Linked DNA regions of Mus musculus: region 1 is linked to region 2. The links are chromatin contacts, called in public promoter capture Hi-C maps. All regions are on one chromosome and are shown on one strand. The core of a region is the stretch at or near the end of the contact, and the rest is flanking DNA. Distances in the headings are between cores, read along the strand shown. Region 1 has its middle 12 kb from the start of Tcf7l2. Region 2 overlaps Vti1a (vesicle transport through interaction with t-SNAREs 1A).

Region 1 (2,700 bases), core at 52-2,551, 170 kb after region 2:
GGCAGAACACTCGAGAGGTAGAGGCAGAAAGAGCCCGAGTTTGAGAATAGCTTGGACCATACAACAAGTTCTAAGGCAGCCTAGTGAGACACTGCTTCACTAAGGAAAATAAATAAAACCACAAACAACAACAGGACTACTATTAAAACAAGGTTCACAGTCAGGCAGTGGGAGTGCACACCTTTAATCCTAGCACTTGGGAGGCAGAGGCAGACAGATCTCTGTGAGTTCAAGACCAGGAAAAGAAAGAAAGAAAGGAAGAAAGGAAGAAAGGAAGAAAGGAAGAAAGGAAGAAAGGAAGAAAGAAAGAAAGAAAGAAGGAAGGAAGGAAGGAAGGAAGAAAGAAGGAAAGAAAGAAAGAAAGAAAGAAAGAAAGAAAGAAAGAAAGAAAGGAAGGAAGGAAGGAAGGAAGAAAGAAAGAAAGAAAGAAAGAAAGGAAGGAAGGAAGAAAGAAAGAAAAAATTTTTTAAAAGAGAGAAAGGCTAGGTTTCTAGTCTGTGGTGGGTGCTTGCTTGCCTAGTGTGTGGAAATGACTCCATTACAGCAGAAACAAACGATTGAGCAATAAACTCGCCAAATAAAGATAAATATTGTTAAAAAATAACACAATAAAAGGATAAGTCACACGATAGGAGAAAATATCTTCGAGCCATGTATGTCAGCTACCTATCAAGCCGTGTGTGTGTGTGTGTGTGTGTGTGTGTGTGTGTGTGTGTGTGTGTGAGAGAGAGAGAGAGAGAGAGAGAGAGAGGTGGGGGGGTGGCTTATACTTGGTTGAATATGAATGTACTGGGAGAATAATTAGCCGGCATGCAAAGCCCTGGGGTTGATCCCCAGCGATACAGAAAGGAAAGGAAAGGAATTTTGGAAAGCACCTGGGAACAGCCTGGGGTAAATAGCTACTCAATTCACTGTGAAAGGCTGTTTCTTCCGAAGGGAGGATGCCTGCTTCCCCTTCTGGCCTGCAGTGTTATGGACCGAAGCACAAACAGGGGCCCTGGGAGGGCTTGGGTGCAATGCACCTCATCTGCTTTTCTGAGCCCAAGGTCCTCTGCTCCTAGCCGCCTGTAGATGTCACGAAAAGCTTCCAAGGGGTCTCTAGGCCAAGTGCACAAGTGGGCACCTCACCCCGTGGTATAAAGTTGAGCAACGTGAGGCGATTGCTGAACTCCTTAGACCCCCACCCCAAGGTTTTCTTGGATCCATGTCTTGCGGAAGTTGCAATGGGCCTGAGAGTAGCTCTCCCTGGTCAAAGCTGTGCAGCTCACAAGGATTCCGATGTCAACTTCCTGGGGGAGGAGCTACCCACAGGAGTAAAGTTGTTTCTCCTGGATGCTGGAGGGCAAGCACCGGTCTCAGGCCTTAGGCCACTCTGAGGCAGAACTTGCTCTAAAGCCAAATAGGTGTCGTGTCAGTGCGGGCCTTGTGGAAATGTGGGCAGATCTCAGGGGGAAGAGGGACTGCAAGCTCCAAGGGCTTGGCTGTGCCCAGTCCACGCTCTCAGCCTCAGTGTGTGTGAATGTGCTTCCGAATTCCTTGGCGGGCTGACTGGGAGCAGGCTGCCCTGTAACTGTGATGTTAACGGATGTGGACAGAGGTTCCATAGAACAGTGACGAGAGGAACAGATTTTAGAACGGACACGAAGGTGAGAGCAGAAGCAGGACTTTGGACTTGGATGTGGGATGTACTGTTCCTTGTGCCCTCTTTCCATCCCATGTCTTCTCTGTCCTGGTGTGTTCTCGGCCGCCGTCCCGCGCCCCGCGCGCATGCGCTGAGACTTGTCTAACTTTATTCTGGTTCTGGTTTGAACAAGGTTGCCTTAACAAAGGACCCGGCATCACATTGGGTCTGATTTTAAAAACTAATAAAAAGACAACAAAATTAATCCATTTAATCTGCACACGAGAGAGACAAACAGCCAGTTTTTTTAGTTGGTCACACTAGGAATGTCTTCGCCATCAGGAACAATTTCACAAAAACACCGGCCACAAAGGAAGTTAAGATTTGTTTTCTGTCTTCAAAATGCCATTCATGTACCTCTATGAGAGCAAGAAAGCAACTACACAGGAAATATTTCCCATACATACAGATGATCTTCATGTCTAGACCATGAAAAGAATTCTTACCTCCTATGGTGGTGTTTACTCTTAATCCCAGCACTCAGGAGATAGAGGCAGGTCGATCTCTGTGAATCCAAGGCCATCTTGGTCTGCATAGCAAGTTCTGGGTTAGCCAGGGCTACATAGAGAGACACTGTCTCAAAAAAACAAAGGTATTTGGGCTGGAGAGGCGGCTAAGAGGCTAAGAACACTTAATGTTCTTGCAGATGACCTGGGCTTGTTTCCCAGTGCCATACCAGCCTGCAACTCCAGGTCCAGGAGAGTCAATACCTTCAGCTCGGCACACATAACGTCATCTTTTAAGCAAGAAATTACCTCTTGTGACTCAATAGGAGAAGTAACCCATTTTCATTCCATTTCCTTGTTTTGTTTATGTGCATGCATAGGTGTGCATCAGGCTCAAGTGTGGAGGCCAGAGGCTAACAGTCACCTTCAGATCTCTCCTTCTGTGGATCCAGAGATGAAACTCAAATAGCCAGGCTTTCTTGCAAGCAACTTTACCTGCTAAGTCATTGTCACTGTCCTAAGACAACCCATTTTTAAAATCGAGTAAAGGATTTGAGCTGGTGTCTCACTGGG
Region 2 (2,700 bases), core at 150-2,649:
GGTATTCGAAAAATGGGACTTTGCAGTGAGGGGTGTTTTACAGTGAAAATTCTACTGTAAAGAAGAATCTTTTAATACCCCCCCTTGGGATAGAGTGAGTAATTTATGCATAATGACAAGAAAACACATGTAATTACTCTGGGTAATATATGCTTCCTGTTCAGTTGTGTGTTTTAAAGGGATTAAGACACTTAGTTTTTTCAGTGGTAAATATCTGCTTCCTTGTTACCCCGAGGTCTCTGGAAGTTTGTTGTGACTGTGCCTGAGTTGAACTCACGCAGGACACACACAGTACTGAGGAAAGTAACCAGTGTAGATCTTTGGCCGAGAATGATGGGCAGAGGCCTGTGACAGTGGGAAGCCTTGTGCGGCTAGCCCTAGGAGTTGGGGGCTGGAGGACTAAGGGGGCTTCCAGTCCCTCTGGAGCCATCCTGAAGCTCTGTGTGTCTTTTTGTTGCTGTGTGCATTTCAAACTGAGCCTCACTATATGATCCAGCCGGGCCTAGAACCTAATTTGTTTTAGCACAGGCTAGCCTCAAACATGAGGTCCTTCTGCCTTGGCCTGCCTGTTGCTGAGACTGCAGGTATACATTACCCCTGACTGTGTGCCGATGGGGAAGCTATGTGGCACAGCATGGAGCAGAAACACGTAAGGGAAGGTTATTCAATTAGCATATTGATATCACCCATATCACATAGGATGAAATGAATTTCTGACATTTGTTTTTAATTAATAATTTCCACTTGTTTTTGGCCCAGGACTCCTATGTGTTTACTGCACATGGCTTTCCCCACCCCCCAATTAGAGGGTAGATTTCACCCTTTATCTTTGCAGGTAACAGATCCAAGACATTTTTATGTAAATGGACTAATTAATTGGTAGCCTTCATTTGAAGCTTAAAATAAAAGTAATCCTTTTGGAGAGGCATTAGCTATTTCTAAAGCCACAAACAATTCTCCCTTAAGCACCTTGTTACAATTAGAACTTAAGTTAACAGCAGCAGACATAATGGAAGGCGTTACCCCTTACCTAAGAACCTTGTTTTCCCAGAGTGATTAAAGAAATCCCTTCACTAAGGGACTGCAGAAACCTCCTCACTCACTTGCTAAAAAAAAAAAAAAAAAAAAAAAATCACATTTCCAGAAACGTAACGGCTCATATTGTCAAAACTCCAGACGACGTGACATGACGTAGCAAGTGAAGTCACCCAGAGCAGGCTGTAGCCACAGAGATGTGCAGGTCTCTGCAGCTGGGCTCCTCTGAGGGAGCTTAAGCCTCCTGCTCGCCAGCCCTACGATTTATGCAAATGAGAAAGCCTTGGCGGTCTCCACTTCCTGGCCAGGCCGGCATAATCCACTTCCTTCGGGTTCATGTGACCATGCAAATTTGAGCACTCCTGAATAGTCCCACAGGGGCTGTGCCTCTCATTATCCCTGCCCCATTCTCTGGGCAGTGCAAGCATTCAGAGTCTGAATGGACAAGGGCCTAATTACTCACCACGTCTGTCAGATCAGATGCAGCCGGAGAATGAAGAGAGCCCCAGACAAGCCCAGCCCTCTCTTTGCTGTGTTCTTCGTGGCCGGGGTCATCCAGCCCTGTCTTCTAGGGAATATTTTCCACTCAGTGTTTCGTGACCCTTCTGGAAACCAGGGACTCCAGCTTTTGGAGATCCATTACGGGGCCTTTCACATTGTGTGTGGCCTTTACGCATGTTAATTAATCTTCCTGAGGACGCACTGAGCATCAGGGAGCCCTTTATTCTCCCTGGGTTGCTGATGACCAATACAAATGGCAGAAAGTTTTGCTTACTGTTTCCTGACCCTGTGCCCTCTCTGTGCATGCTCCTTTGGTTCACCTCCCCCCCCCCCCGCCCCCATGTGTCTCCCTCTGCATGACAGACGGACTGCTCACATTACTCCGTCAGCAAAGGTGGAGGTCAGCAAAGGTGGAGGGTGTACCTACAGGAAACAAGGTTATGGCCAAGTTACCTTGTCCAGTGCTGACCCCTAAGAAAAGGATGGGCAGTAATGAGGAGAAAGATCCATGCCCACCGGGGACACACCACAGCAAGCCGAATGGGCACCAGCATGAGGCACTAGCCTGTTTTCTATGGGTCTTGCTGTTGGTGTCTTTGGGTTTGAGGGGGGATTCTAAGTCCCCATAACCCTGAACTACAAAGCACTGCAGGTTATCATTGGGAGCTTTTTTTTTTTCTGTTTTGTTCTAATTTGATTTTGCCTTTATCTGTTTCTTTTAAAAGATTTATTTATTGATTATATGTAAGTACACTGTAGCTGTCTTCAGACATTCCAGAAGAGGGAGTCAGATCTTGTTACGGATGGTTGTAAGCCACCATGTGGTTGCTGGGATTTGAACTCTGGACCTTCGGAAGAGCAGTCGGGTGCTCTTACCCACTGAGCCATCTCACCAGCCCCACCTTTATCGGTTTTTAATTTAAAATTCATAAAACTATATAAAATTAGTCATTTTATTTTTGTCATATTAGTTTCTTGTGTCTTCTGTTTGTTTTTTTCTTGTTTTATGGGTTTTTTGGGGGGTTGGGGGGTTAGTTTTTTTTTTTCTTTCTGAGAGAAAGAAGCAGAACATGACAGCACATGGATGAGAAGGTTGGGAGGACCTGGGAGGAGTGGAGTAAGGCGAAAGAAATGATCAAATTGCATTCTACGAAAAAAATATTA

Evidence for each region. Promoter capture Hi-C pulls out the DNA fragments that hold promoters and counts their contacts.
Region 1: a promoter capture Hi-C map of embryonic stem cells shows a contact between it and region 2, with 2.8 times the contacts expected there. The contact joins two enhancer-like sites. A contact is called at or near these places in 20 of 39 promoter capture datasets (the 3T3-L1 cell line, 3T3-L1-derived adipocytes, the C10 cell line and 13 more), 28 of 484 Hi-C or Micro-C datasets (Sertoli cells, astrocytes, cerebellum and 11 more) and 16 of 115 datasets of contacts at active chromatin or transcription factors (differentiating embryonic stem cells, embryonic basal ganglia, embryonic fibroblasts and 8 more).

The regions. Positions count from the first base shown.
Region 1 is chr19:55,728,285-55,730,984 of GRCm38.p6, forward strand. No RefSeq gene overlaps it. Among named protein-coding and RNA genes, the nearest start is that of Tcf7l2, 12 kb to the right of the region's middle. Within about 2 kb of position 1,302, at least 14 of the 459 cell types and tissues checked have an H3K27ac peak or open chromatin away from gene starts, as enhancers often do. A contact at or near this core is called in differentiating embryonic stem cells, embryonic stem cells and trophoblast stem cells, where this site is marked.
Region 2 is chr19:55,555,067-55,557,766 of GRCm38.p6, forward strand. All of the region lies in intron 7 of Vti1a (vesicle transport through interaction with t-SNAREs 1A), which reads left to right. Among named protein-coding and RNA genes, the nearest start is that of Gm41871, 140 kb to the right of the region's middle. Within about 2 kb of position 1,400, at least 150 of the 459 cell types and tissues checked have an H3K27ac peak or open chromatin away from gene starts, as enhancers often do. A contact at or near this core is called in differentiating embryonic stem cells, embryonic stem cells and trophoblast stem cells, where this site is marked.